Regions from separate parts of the Mus musculus genome. Here all the other regions are linked to region 2. Evidence: chromatin contacts called from public Hi-C data. All regions are on one chromosome and are shown on one strand. Each heading gives the region's core, a stretch centred on a gene start, on an enhancer-like site or on the middle of the called end of the contact. The rest is flanking DNA. Distances are from core to core; before and after follow the strand shown.

Evidence for each region. Hi-C and Micro-C count contacts between places; a contact is called where the count stands out from the background.
Region 1: a contact with region 2 is called in a Hi-C map of cortical neurons, with 2.4 times the contacts expected there. The contact joins the promoter of A930033H14Rik here to the enhancer-like site in region 2. A contact is called at or near these places in 3 of 39 promoter capture datasets (cancer-associated fibroblasts, embryonic stem cells and liver), 1 of 484 Hi-C or Micro-C datasets (cortical neurons), 6 of 115 datasets of contacts at active chromatin or transcription factors (cardiomyocytes, differentiating embryonic stem cells, forebrain and 3 more) and 3 of 9 other capture datasets (adipose tissue, embryonic stem cells and pancreatic islet).
Region 3: a Hi-C map of forebrain shows a contact between it and region 2, with 3 times the contacts expected there. The contact joins two enhancer-like sites. A contact is called at or near these places in 41 of 484 Hi-C or Micro-C datasets (the 3T3-L1 cell line, 3T3-L1-derived adipocytes, the AML12 cell line and 25 more) and 4 of 115 datasets of contacts at active chromatin or transcription factors (astrocytes, bone marrow-derived dendritic cells, embryonic fibroblasts and 1 more).

Annotation. Positions count from the first base shown.
Region 1 is chr10:69,209,927-69,215,068 of GRCm38.p6, forward strand. A930033H14Rik (RIKEN cDNA A930033H14 gene) reads right to left here and starts at 3,172. Exons shown (of 2, transcript NM_001331193.1): 1 at 2,827-3,172; 2 at 1-2,458. The coding sequence starts at 3,079. The coding sequence ends at 2,400. Rhobtb1 (Rho-related BTB domain containing 1) reads left to right here and starts at 3,268. Exons shown (of 11, transcript NM_001252637.1): 1 at 3,268-3,449.
Region 2 is chr10:68,907,566-68,912,319 of GRCm38.p6, forward strand. No RefSeq gene overlaps it. Among named protein-coding and RNA genes, the nearest start is that of Gm32931, 87 kb to the left of the region's middle. Within about 2 kb of position 1,791, at least 11 of the 459 cell types and tissues checked have an H3K27ac peak or open chromatin away from gene starts, as enhancers often do. A contact at or near this core is called in cortical neurons and forebrain, where this site is marked.
Region 3 is chr10:69,184,281-69,188,709 of GRCm38.p6, forward strand. It overlaps a transcript of Rhobtb1 not described here. Among named protein-coding and RNA genes, the nearest start is that of A930033H14Rik, 27 kb to the right of the region's middle. Within about 2 kb of position 1,786, at least 194 of the 459 cell types and tissues checked have an H3K27ac peak or open chromatin away from gene starts, as enhancers often do. A contact at or near this core is called in forebrain, where this site is marked.

The sequences.
Region 1 (5,142 bases), core at 1,922-4,421, 300 kb after region 2:
TGGTGGAGGGGGTGTTTTTATTTTATTTTATTTTATTTTATTTATTTTGGCTGTGTGTGTGTGTATGTGTGTGTGTGTGTGAAGGGCAACATCATTGGTTAAAATACCTACCATAACAAGTTTAACATCACCATTGTGCAAGAAAATTTGTGTTGAGAGAGAAATGTTGGCTAATTCCCAGTGAGGCCTCCAGTCCTTGTATATCTCAGGTGAATGATGCAGATTGTGTTAGCGAGCAGGAAGGCTGGTTCTTTGGTGGGCTGGAGCACAGCTGAGCTCTTGCGTGAAGCTGCGCTATCCGCTTTGCTTTTATCCCCTCTTTTCTGCCGGCGGTCACGGTCCATGCTGTATGCCCACTCCTCCCACCTTCATGAATCAGAGGTCCCGTGTGTGAAGTTTGGGGCACCATGGGCCCCGCATGTCGATGGCAGTGTCTTCTTGACATCCCTGTCCTTGCTTGGTACAAAGTTCCAGTAATTTTTTTTTTTCTTCTGCTGTCTCTGAAATCTCCATTAGTAGCAATTTATTTTCCTGGAAGTTCTCCAGATCAGTTCCCCCTCAAGTTTAGGTATGCCATGAGGTCAAAAATGGTAGCAAAATGGCTAGTAGGCATTCCTTATCCACTCTACAAGGATGGTCGGGGGGGGGGGGGGGGGCTCAGGAGATGGTCAGGCACCCCAAGAGTATGCACAGTACTAGGTGTCTTTCTACTCTTACAACCTCTCTGATGCTTCAGAAATATGTGCAGGTGTGTGCATATGCTGCCATGTGGGGGGAGGGGTGGTAAAGGGTGGCACTCGCCTGTGCACGTACTTGTGGAGTTCAGAGGTCAACCTTGGGGTTGTTCCTTAGGATCTGTCCCTTCCCCCCTCCCCCACAGGAACTAGGGGCCACTGAATCAGAGAGGCTTTAGAACCAGTGAGCCCCAGGCATCCTGCTGTCTCTACCTCTGGCAGTGTGGGGGAACCACAGGGGCATGCCATTATGCCTGGCATTTTTCGAAAGTTATGGCAGGTTCATCTTTTGAATGTGTGACTGAGGAAGTGAAAGACACCTGAAGGGGACCGGATGTTACAACAAAGGTTAGTGATAAAATAAAGCCAGCCCTCGATGACCCTGGGGCACAAAAGTCAACCACTAACAATACTGAAAAAATGCAAATTGCCCTTGCCTCAGTTACCCCATCTGTAAAATGGTTCCAATGGCCTGCCTCATCAGTTGTGGTGGTATAATAATCTTAAGGAAAAAAAAGAGAGGAAAGCCATTCCCCGCTGCACTTGGGGCCACAATACATATTTCTTAGTTTCTAAGTTCCCATTTCTTAGTTACTGTTCTATTCCTCGGTGCCCCAAGGTAGTTTGAAAAGAACTGACTTGCCGAGAAGTAGCTAGTTAGCAACAACGGGGTTAATTAACTTTCCCTAATATATTCCTGGAGAGAGTATCTATTGATTGAGTCTTTCAACATGGTGTCCTTTTAAAGCAGGCTGAGGGGAGTCTACCCCTTGCCAAGCAAATGACCATATTCAGTCACGATCCACCTTGAACTCCTCAGACACGGGAATTTGACTTCTTCCTTCCTTCTCTTGCTAGCATCAAAAGGTTATGGCCTTGATGACCCCATCTCCAACCACAACAGTACATTAAGGATTGCTTAAATACCGCAGGTTGCCTGCACAACATTTTCTTATTTAAAAACATTTCGTTTGCTTAGCCTGTTGGTGGTACAAACCTGCAAGGCCGAGGTTGCAGGAGTTCAAGGCCAGCCTTGGCAACATAGCGAGAGTTGGAGACCAGCTATGGGAGGATCTAAGGGAGGGGCAGGAAATTGCCAAAGAGACTGGAAACCAGAGATCCTGGGGAGGAAGAGAAGTCCATCTAAGAAAACCAAATGTGGTTTCCTGAAAAGGAGGGACGGAGGCGTTACTGTGAGAGAGGGTTTTGTTTGCTATTCATTTTTTTAAGGGAAGTTGAAGGATAGCCCTAAGTAACCGTCCTCACAGTAAAATACGGCTATCTATCTTTCCCACCCTTTCGAGATGCTGGCAAGGCCTTAGCTAAGAACTGATGGAGGCCAAGGATGTAGCGTGGCCATTTTTTGTGTGCTCCATGTCAGCCTTTAGAAGGGTTTTATAAACGTAGCACATCCCTAGTTGAAGGCATTCACATCCTAATCCGCCAGCTGTCTCGTCTCGTTGCAGGACTAGAGTGAGCGGATTACACAGCCCAGTCTAACAGGCAGTTGAGAAGGCGGACTGAAAGTTCCCTGCGGACAGGAGCCAAGTTAGTTGCAGTTCCCTGTCACCTCCTTAGAGCATCGCGTGATGCCAGACACCCCTAGGCACCTAGGCAGTTCTTCTGCGGATCCGTGAAAAGTAACCAGAACTCTGCCCCCAGAACTCACAATCGGCTTGAAAGTCCACAGTGTCCCCGAAACTGGTTTTCCCTTCCAAGATTTCCTGCAGACCCAGAAGAGGCCGAAATCAGTTTCAGCTCCCCCCCCCCGCCCCCCAGCCTCTCTAAAACAGCTGATTTCGGGGTGGGAGGTGGGGGTGGGGAGGACCGGGTGGGGGGAAAAGCTGGGCGTCCCCCCCCCCCGCCCCCTGCCGGGACCCCTTGAGCCCGGTGCAGGGGAAGGTGACCAGGAGGGGGAGAGCCAGCCCGCACGTGCAGCGCCCAGGGGAGGAGGCTGGGCCAGCGCAGCGCTTAGTCAGCAGCTGGGCTCGGTTTTGAAACAAAAGCCAATGTCCTCCCTCGGAGTCCGCGGCCGGTCAGTTCCTAGGGGGAAGAAAGCTATGCTGCCCAGCCGGTTAGTGGCCCAACTTACTTTTCCTGAGCCCAGGACTGAGGGCCAGCGGATGTTCGGGAGTGGGTGGGATGCTGCGGGGAGGGGGCGCGGGGACAGCTCGCACACACCCTGCCCTGCTCTGATCTCCGCTTGGCTTAAGGCCGGGTCCCCGGGGTAGCGGGACGCACGCTGATCCCGGCCCTGGAGCCCAGGCCCCTCCGGTGTGCGTGCAGCCGCAGCACCTTCGCCACCTCGCGTCCCACAGCTCAGACACACCAGGCCCTGGTTTCATGAATGAAATCCAATCGTGTGGTTATAAATAGCCGCCAAGGCTGCTCACGTCACGGTGGAGAGAGAGAGAGCGATCGGAGGCCGCCACCGCTTTGCTCGCTCCGTGCCCGGGCGCAGGGTTCCGCCCGGTGCCCCGCCTGGCCAGGAAAGGGGGCGGGAGGAGGGCAGGGCTGGCGGCGACAGCGACCTGGGGACGAGTCCCGTGGCCTGCGCCGGGACGCGGACGCGGCCGGGTGCGGCTGGGCCATGCTGCCTTTGTGCCACGCCGGGCGGGTGGCGCGCGGTGCGCAGGGTCCCGGCGTCCCCGCGAGCGCGCGCGGCGGGGGCCGCTGCTGAGCGGCGGAGGGAGCCAGGTCTCGCTCGGCTGCAGGGTAGGTGGCTGTGTCGTGCTGAGTGTCCCAGTGAGCAGCGGAGCACCCTCACCAGCTCCCGATTGCCTCGCGGGTGGCAGGTGGGGACCCCGGCCCATGTTCCCACCCTCCCCCAGCAACGTTTGCGAGAGTGAGCTGAAGGGATGCGGGGGGACAGTCCCCTCCCAGAGGAGTGAGCTGAAGAGATGTGGAAGAGCACCCGCCCCGGCCGCACCCCTAACTTGTAGCGGCAGACAACACGTACAACAGGCACCTTAGCAGTCCGGTTGCACCAGGGCCGGGTGCTGCCGCGCCCCCGGGGAAAGGCGCCTTTTCCTCGAAGGACTCTGGTGGGGAACTTGGGACGCGAGAAGCAGGGTGCTCTGAGCCCTTGGGTGTTTGCCCTGCCCCAAGCAGTGTCTTTGGATGCACGATGACGCCCCTCTCCCTCCCCTCCCCCCTAGCCCTGTGTCTAGGGAGTCTGTTGTGAGTTGCTGTGCCAACAATACACGCTGCCTTGTGAGGGGCTTGCACACACCTCAACTTAAGTGTTCAGCTAGGTTCACAGCCAGGGGGTAGGGGGAGAGACACAGAAGAGATCCACACTCACACCCACCCCCAAAAAAGTGGAAGGAAGGCAAGACTGTGTAAAAAATGTATATATAACATTTGATTCCACTGTTGGCCGTGGGGTTTCCATCCCATATCAAACTACTCAACGGAGGAGCAAAGTCAATATTTAGACTCAGACAAGCCAGAAAAGTTAGGAGGGAGAGCCAAGCACAGGGTTCTGAGTTGGCTTTGCACGTCAGCACAAGAGCTGCGCCTTTGGGACTGCCTGTACACATATGCTGGGGCATTGGGGGTGGAGGCATGCATTAAGCTTGATAAGTTACAGAAAGCTGGGAAACGCTAGATAGTAGCAAGCAGAGGAGACATCCTGACTGAATCTCCCTGGTCTGTGCTTTTGGGGAAACTACTGAATACTCAGCCTGGGGTTTCAGCATGAGGTTCTCTGTAGGTTGTGCTACCTGCCATAAAAACATACAAGAGACTCCAAACCATGCCATGCTTCCAGAGGCATTCAGCTTGGCCAAGGGCAGATAATAAGCCACCAACAGGCTCATAAGTTCACTTTTAAACACTCTTTTGAGACTCAGTGTATTATTTCATCTTCAGTGATCTTTGGGACGCCTATGAGAACCAGTGGTTCCCATTAGACAAACTCAATCTTTGGACTGTCAGTAACATCTGAGTGTTGTCCCCACAGGGGAAGCAAGCAGTCAATTATCATATTAAACAAGATTCTTGATGAGACTCCTGGATCATATTTGAAAATCAATGGGGGTCTGGGTTTGATCCATTCCTTCCCATGGTGGGAGGCTTTAGCCCATCTCTATCAACAGTCTCTATGTTCCAAAGTTGTGAAGGTCACGGGCATCCCAAGGTACAGGGTTATGTATGCTCACAAGGATGCACACAAGTAGCCTGGTTGATGTTACCGACTTATTACTTCTACAGAAAAAGAAAATAATTAATAATAATAATAATAACAGAAGAAACCAGAATTCATTGTGTTGGGGTTAAGATGGTGTTTTAAAATGACAATTTTTTTTAAGAAAATCTCCCACTCCCTTGTCTATTTGAGAAAACCAGTGAGTTTTCACTGTGCTTACCATCCATTTGTGGCTAAGTGCTTTTTCTGTATCATCCC
Region 2 (4,754 bases), core at 541-3,040:
ATATTTAAGATCATCCCGTTGCATAATTTTTAAAATTCTTTTCAGCCCTGCTTTAAACAAATTCTTATTGAAAACCTGGTGGCTTTCTGTGACTTCTAGAAAATTACTAAGATGTACACACAGATGGTTCTTGGAAACCTTCAGCCTTGGGCCAATGGTTGTGGTTGAAGATACTCTAACTCCTGTATGAAGATGATCAATCTATTGCTCCCTCTCCAAGTTATAGATGAGAAGTTCTGTGAACACCGGATTACTCACCGAGGGATACTCTGGCAAAAGGTTCTTTCTAGTCTACAGCCTTAGGTCTGCATATGTCTGCTAATTCAACCAGCGAGAGGTTGAAAATATTTTTTAATTACACTGATTTAATTATGCAGATTTTTGTCATTGTTCCTGTAACAATACAGTTTAACAATTATTTAAACAGTAGCCTCATGACTTTGTATGTTACTCGTTGTCTAGAGACGATTTAAAATGCGGCAAAGGGGTCTGGAGAGATGGTTCAGTGGCTAAGAGATGTTGAGGAGCCAAGTTTCATTCCTGGAACCCATATCAGAAAGATCACGACTCCAGGTCCAGGGAATCCGTCACCCTGTTTTGGACTTTACACATACATGCACACATGTGATATCTATGAACACACACACATGCACGCGCGCGCGCGCACACACACACACACACACACACACACACACACACACACATCCTTGCAGTATAAGGAATAATGTGTACAGGTTATACACAAACCCTTACCACTGCCTATACAAGACTGTAGCATCCTCTAATACAGCTATGCATGTGCCCTGAAATCAGTCTGCATGGGTACCGAGAGATGACTGTATACATCCCATTCGCACAGATTCAGCATCTCTGTTCACCCAAATGCTTGAAAGCAAGAAAAGGGAGCTGTAAAACTGCATCAATGCGCCCCCTAGTGGTTGCATTCGGTTAATTACCTGTCTCGTGTAGCTCTACAAAAAAAAAAAAAAAAAAAATATATATATATATATATATATATATATATATATATATATATATATATATATATTTAATCTAGGAGTGTCCTGGGTCCACTGTTCACCAACACATCTGAGGCAAAGGGAATTTGATGGGGTTGACAAGTTGGCAGATGTTTAGGGTTCTCCTGCTACCCATGGTGAGAATGCATTACTTACTTGCATTATCTGACCCCATGTCCAACTCCAGTACTGCTTAGAGGCAGGGATGACCGAAGCTGCAAAGACGTGTTAATATGTTGAACCAAAAACTAGCGTTTTTCTTCATTTTTTTTCTGGCACGTTTGCATATTGTTACCTGGAGTAATTTGCAGCTCCTGAGAGAGGATGCTTTTACTGGCCACATCTGACAAATTGTATTTATTCATTTGATTTTATTCTGCAATTAATAAAACTGACATTTGAAGTTGACTGTACTTGGTAATGTCTGCCTTTACAAGCATTCAGGCATCGTTCATGATTCTGCTTCCAGGAACCCATCTATATATATGTAGCAAATTTTGTAGCTCCGAGTAGCCTGCTGTTCTCTGTCAATCACCGTATGTATCTTTTAATTAAGTAGAAAAGAGCTCTTAAAAGCACACATAAGCCCAGGAAACTCTATTTCTGGCTGACAGCAACATCTCCTCATTTGCTAGCGAGAGCACAGATTGACAGAATAGACTAGATCAAGAAAATTGATCGTTATTCATACGCTGGATGGAGTCAATATATGTAAATCCATCCCCCAGTGCAGGCAGGCAGGGCGAAGCTCGTCATGCAGAAACCTTCCACTTCCAGGCTGACTACTCATCCACATACCAGCCCGCTCTCTTAATGCAGCGAGATTCTAGTTCTTTTCCTCCTCAGAAAAGCTCTTTTGTATTCATAACAACTGCAGTTTGAATGTGGTTTGGAGAAGAGAAACTATTTACACGCTGCCATCTCTCGAGTCAATACAATTTGCAGTAAATACAGTTTAGGTTAGAGCCATGATATGGATGCTCTGGGAATTTCTTTGTGATTTTTTTTTTTTACCACGGATTTTTTTTTTTGAACTGTTTTAAATGTTCTCTGCTTTCAAGTCTGTGTCTTTAAAGTGAATGGTTTCACAGAGCTGTTGTGAGGATCAAGTAAAATAATAGATTTGAAAGAGGCTTTGAAAAAATTAAAAGCATTATGCAAATGGATTTTTTTTTTGTCTCAAGGTCCTTTTACTTAAGGGCAAAGCTTCCTAGATATTTGAAAGCCTATTTCAATCTTGATTTAAAATAGTTAAAGATTCACAGTGCCTGAGACAGACAACTTAGCTGTATGAAATACAAATTATGTATTTAGATATCCCTTAATGTCTTCTCAGAGAGGAACAGCTGTGAGCTTCACAGTATCAAACAAGAGTCATGTTTCTACTCTCAGGAGAAAGATTCAACACATGTGAATCTGTGTCTTTCAAGGGCTCTCTGAACATTGCCACCTTTGCTTTTCAGATGAGGGAACATGTGTGAGACTGAAGCCAGTAATATCTGGGGGGTCGAAAATTGTAGGAAGAGTAGATCAGGATGGATATCTTTATGTATATGTATATCTGTGTCTGTATATATACATGTGTATATATATGTATGTGTGTGTAGGGTAATGTATATACATATAGAGTGATATATATACATGTATACACATATATTTATACACATACATGTATATGTACATGTAATGTGTATGTATATATGTAAGTGTATGGAAAATATGAAGTTGCTTTCCAGATATTATGTATGTATGTATGTATGTGTGTGTGTGTGTGTGTGTGTGTGTGTGTGTGTATACCACTATCCAGGTGAGCTGACATTCATGATGCCAGGGAAACCCTTTTGCAAATTCTGGATGCAGGAAGAAAACCAATTGTAGATACTCAACAGCTCCTCAGAAGTGCCCAGCATAAGTTGCTAGTTCATTTACACCCAAGCAAGTCATATTACACACACGCACATGCACACACACACACAGTGTATTGCTCATCCTAGAGGGAGCAAATGTGTCACTCACCTACAGAAAGTGGCCAGAGATGGCTGCAGGGACAAAGTCATCTATCAGAGTAAAGAAGTCTTTTGAGGGCCTGTCTCTTAGTTCTAGATCCTTTTTAAAAACAAACAAACAAACAAAAACAAACAAACAAACAAAAACAAAAGGTACTTTCCTGTCACCCTCTCTTTCCCAGGTATGGTTACTGTTTCCCGCTCTACCTGAACTATCCCCCATGTGGCATTCTCATCACCTCTACTAAACCTCAGGAGAAGGCTTCCCAGCGTCTATTGCAACCTCTTCCACTGCCTTAAAGTTGCTTTCCAGAAACTTCTGACCACCAACGCAGAAAGATGTGCTCTCATTTGTAGCCTGCACTTGTCTCTTTGTAATCCTGACTGTTGAACACTCAGCTCCTTAAGATCTCATCCTTCCCCTTGGGTGGCTTCTATCTAGGCAGGCAGGTCCCCAAGCTGTCCTCCAGGACAAACCTTTTCAGTATACCTCTGGTGTGTTTTCTTATTATCTAGTGGCCTTAGCTCTCCAAACCGTAATTCAACCCCAAACTCTGGTCACCCCATTCCCACAGGACAGCAACTTTGCTTAACCTTTAAGCTCTCACTTCAGTGAGGACACACTCCCCATTGCCAGCTATTTGGTTATCCAGACATGCATATTCTATGTGAATGGCAGAGCCTTTTGGTAATCCTCTAAGAATTGCTTTACAATGCCATTAACATGCTTCCCTATGTCCTTCCAAATTAGATATTTCTGTGCATATGATCGTGCATCTATGAATTCATGGAATTAAATGTATTTAATATGATTGAATCAATGGCTGTGTCCTGTCTGAGATAATTACATCATTCATCACGAGGAGCTACTGCATGCTGTCTCCTGTGTCACTTTGACATAACCTCCCCCATCTTTGATAGTGCCCTTGTTCTGTGATATGTTACAGACTCAAAATAGAAACTGCTCAAGTATTCAAGACTAGAATCTGCTGGTTGGGCATGATTGTTTTGGGTAACTTGGACACTTGTCCATGCCTTTCTAAACCTAAGGAAAACTGGAAACCAGCAGTCTTAATTCATTTTATGTGGCAGTAACAAAATACCGTAGGGTTGGTATAATGTTCAGCAACCTCTGCCTAAGGAGTGGTTCCGCCCACAATAGGCCGGGGTCTTCTCATCTCAATAATACACAGGCTGTTGCCTACAGAGAGGCCCACAGGCCAACCTGATCTTGATAATTTCCCATTCAAAATCTATTGTCAGGTGACTCTAAGTTATGCCAAGTTAACAGTTAAAATTAAGCACTGCAATACATCACTAAAAAGAGCAACGATGTACATTTGGGTCATGATTCTGATAGCTGGTGCCAAACACTTTGGCAACAAGATCTGCGTAAAGACAACTGGACAGTTTCATAACGTTCAGAGAGACAGAAGGAGAATAAATCTCAGGCAAAAAGGACAAGGACATGGCTGTATTTTATTTTATGACAACCCACTGCTGTGAGAAACAAGCAGGGCTCTTCAAGAACTATGGTAATCCCTTCTGAGGGTTTCATCCCCAATAGCATCCACACCTTCTGCTAGACCTCATCTCTTTAAGTCTCATCACCCCCATAGATAGCTTTAAGCACTTCCTTCAAGCAATTGAACTTAACTTTTGAACTGTATCCAGTCAGAGTGCAGGCTTCATGCAGCCATCCTATCTGACATTCTTCATTCCTCCTCCT
Region 3 (4,429 bases), core at 536-3,035, 280 kb after region 2:
CACCATAAGGTTGTTGGAAATTGAACTCAGGACCTCTGGAAGAGCAGTCAGTGCTCTTAACCACTGAGCCATCTCTCCAGTCCCACAATTGTATTTATTCTCAGAATTCTTGAAGCCGAGTAGATTATAGACGTAAAACAAGTTGTTTCAACAATACTTACTGGATCCCATGAAATGTACAGGAGTAAAATGTGATGCCCTTGGCTTAAGTTGAAAATAATGTAGGTCCAAGTGCATTTAAAGATAAGGAGATGGCTCAGTAAAATGCTTACCAAGTTCAGCTCCCAATACCTATGCAAAATCCAGGCATGACTACGGTGCCTGTTTTTCCTAGCGCTGAAGAGATGGGGCTTCATGGCCAGACAGCCTAGCCTAGAGCACCGAACTTCAAGTGCAGTGAGAAACCCTGTCTCAAAAAACAAGGTGGAGAGCCATGGCAGAAGACACCCCATAATAATCCAGGGCCTCCATCAGCACACATGCATGCGAACACACTTGAATCTCACGGCTTCCCAACGGTCTTAGTTTGGGTTTTATTGCGGTTAAGAGACATATGATCAAGGCAGCCCTTACAAAGGCAAATATTTAACTGGGGCTGGCTTATGGTTTTAGAGGTTCAGCCCATTATCATCACTGTGGAAGCATGGCAGCATCCAGGTAGACATGGTGCTGGGGGAGCCGGGAGTTCTACATCTCTATCTGATCAGCAGGCAGCCCTGGATTCTTTTGTAGGCAGCCAGGAGTAGGGTCTCTTCTGCACTGAGTGGAGCATGAAGGCTAGGAGACCTCAAAGCCCACCTACACAGTGATGTACTTCCACCAGCCAGGCCACACCTCCTCATAGTGCCACTTCCCATGGGCCAAGCATATTCAAACCACCACACCCACTCGGTACTGTGCAGCATAGTGCTTGACTGCCATTACCCACTACTGACTGGCCTCCACACTGCCGATGCCTGCCATTACGAAAGAGCATTGAATGTTGTGTTGTGAAAAACACAAAGGTTCAAAAAAAGTGTGGTTTCTGTTGAATCCGTTTATTACTTTCAAATCAACTTAAAGACCAAAGATCCAGGCTTCCTAAATGGTACCTTCTTTCTCCTGTATGCTCGGGTTCTCCTACATGCTTGGCACCCTTGACATGGTGTTTGCTGAGCAACGACAAGCTCAGCAAATGCTTAATGGATGGGCGATAGATGTACTGAAACAAGCCTGCTTTTCCTGAAGTCATGAAATTATCCCCCAAACAGGGAAGTTTGAGTTCTGTGAGTCATTTAAACTCTCCGCTAAGGCCAAGATTTGGGGGAGGGGGGGCTGGAGAAGCAGCTTAGCCTGAAGAGCACCTTTTGATCCCTCAGAAAGCCCCGTGGTTTCTGTTTCCAGCACCCACATGGTGGGTCACAAACCATGACTCCAGTTCCAGGGGATCCAGTGCCCTCTTCTGTCCTCTGGGACACCAGGCATAGAAGTGCTGTATAGAGACAAAATACTCATACACATAGAAGTTTTAATTATTATTAAGAAATCTAGGAAGAAAAGAGCAGATAGTATCCCTAGTTTTCCAAGTGTTTAAAAAAAAAAAAAAAAAAACACCATGAGTTAATGTTTTCCCTATGCGTGAAATTAGTGACGCTCCTTGCCCAGAAATAAGTATCAATTTGGCAACTGGTGAAATGTTTGCATATTTTCCTCGGAACGAACTGACTTCATAAAAAGGGAAGGAGCCGGAGTTTCTGGTTTCTGGGGCCCTGGAAGCTAAGAGCTGAACGTATAAACAGTGAGTAACACATTAGTCATAGTCCGCAGCTGCTCCCTGGCAGGACAAGAAATAACAGGCTCAAAATACTGCGGAGAACCAGGCTTGACAAAAAAAAAAAAAAAAAAAAAAAAAAAAAAAAAAAAGGCATTTCTCTCAAAGAGTGAGTCTCAGTCAGATGGCCCGGGAAAGCGCGTGTCTGGAGGGATTGTGGGATTGTTTTCTGTGTCATTCGTATAGATAATCCACGAACCTGTTTTGATGAGTTTTTAGTTGTCTTCTTTCATAAAAGCTGACGGGATAGAATGATTTTCGGTCTTGATTTTTTTTTTTTTTTTTTTCTAGAAACTTGACTCATTTCACACATGTCCCCTAGAGGGCAGCAGTGGCCCAAAACACAGGCCAGGATCTAACCCTTTGGCGCCAGTCTGTCCACTGCTTAGGTCCTGCAACTGCTTCCTTCAAGTTGTCAGTGGTGTGATCATTTCTATCCCGTTGTGTCTATCTAGAAAACCCACTAAACCTGAGAAAACAAAATAAGAGTTCATTTCACAACGTTTGGGATGGAATTATATGAGGTTTACATTTTGTCTTTCTATATATGACCTGTACACACATAGCCTAGGCCGGTGCTTCTCAACCTGTGGGTCTCCCACCCTCTCACTGAGGTTGCCTAGGACCATCAGAAACCCCAGATATTTATGGTACATTCCACAGCAGCAACAAAATTACAGTTACAAAGTAGCAATGAAAATAATTTCATGGTTGGAGGTCACCACAAAATGAGGCACTGTATTGAAGGGTCACGCAGCATTCGAAGGCTGAGAGCCACTGGTTCAGGTGACCCTGTGCCTGTGGGCGTGTAGAGAATATAGATGCTTGAAAGCAAGAAGTCAAAGCTTCTGCCCTTTATGGAGAAATCAAAACTATTCCAGGCATTGCCAAGTCTCTATCCATGCTTGTTCTCACTCTGAGGTTACTACGTATGGAAGAATTGGTTTGATGGTAGATTTAGTAAGGAATAGGACAAAGAAATAAGGGTAGGTGGCTTAGTCTAGAAAGGGTAGCAGACTGACTTGATATACGGAGGATGGCTATTCGATTTGGAGATTGTAAGTGGCAACGTTAATTTTAAAATGTTCCTTTTACGATGTAAAGCATGGCAATCTGGGGAGACACAGCTCCGAACAGCATCCAATTCTGGTAGTGCACAGGGCTTCCTGTTGTGGTGGTGGCAAACCAGCACAGGGTGCATCCCAGAAAGATGAAGGCGAGAACCTGAGTGTACAATTTTCAGATGCTGAGGTCTTAACACTGTTCTTTAAATATTTCGTTTCTGCTCAGAGACATTTTTATTCAAAGGACACAACTTTTACAAGGTGGCAGGTTTTTTGTTTGTTTGTTTGTTGTTTGTTTGTTTGTTTGTTTGCAAGGGTACCTCAAGAGCTTCCCATGATCCTTGTGAATTTATCTTCCGGGATCTCTCTGGCTGTGTTTAAGTTGTTTGCTGAACGGACTTTATTCTTTTTCCTGCTGTGAAATTAAGGGCAAGAAGGAAACCACACATATGCTACAAAAGGGTTGCGTGATGTCAGATCTGAACTGGTCTTGACAGATGTGGGCTGAGAAGGGTGGGTTTGTACACAAAATTCAGGGCAGTGAAAACCATCTCTCCACACATCCCTGAGTGGATTTGAGGATGTTCCTATCATAGCTTTTCCTCAAATCCAGTGCTGTGTCCTGTCTCCACAAGATAGATTGTCTGTGCATCTTGTGGCTGGAGATTACATGTCTGACAAGTGACGTGGGAACATTCAGATACTGCATACCAAGTTGCAATCCATGTCACAGTCAGAACTTTATGTATATGCTAGGAAATGTTCGCAGCTGCAACACCCTGGCTGGTAAGTGTTTGTGGTGGCCTAGTGCTATGTTGAGAATGATACCGCCCAGCCCCTTGGAACAGGTGCCTCTTTTAGTGGCTCTAACTCTGAGGAGTCAAAGAAACGGAATCCCAGTGTGGACAGTGTGATATTTGTGATATTTACGGGAAGGGGACAAACTGTAACAAGTGGAGCTGTGGATTATTGTTTACCCTTGTTTTTGGTGTTGTTTCATTCTATTTTGCTTTGACACAAGGTCTTAGTCTATAGCCCAGAGTAGTCTGGAAATTCCTATGGACTTGAGCTCCGGGCAGTCTCCCTTACCACAGAGCTGGAGTCTAGATATGAATCATCACCCCAGAAACCATAAAAGAGATCATACTTACCCCAAATTGGCCAAACGAGAAGCCTTTAAATACTTCTAGAAGGAACACTTCTTTAAATAAAAACAAAATTATAACCGAAAAAGGCCCAGATCTATTATTTAAGATCTATTTTATAATTGGTGTGTGCACGTCCTCAGAGGCCAGTAGAGGGAATTGACTCTGAGAGGCTGGAGTTAAAGATGACTAGGGGCTGACAGATATGGGTGCTTGGGTCCCCCAAAAGAGCAACCAGTGCTCTTAATGGCGGAGGCACCTCTCTAGACCTCTAGATCTCTTGCATTTCCTTTTTTTAGAGGAGAAAAAATATTGGAGAGCTTGATTCTTCCTAAAGTGTGGGTATTGCATCTGAAATATGACACAACGTGCTTTGAATAAAGACCATGCAAAAGCAGCTCACATCCTCC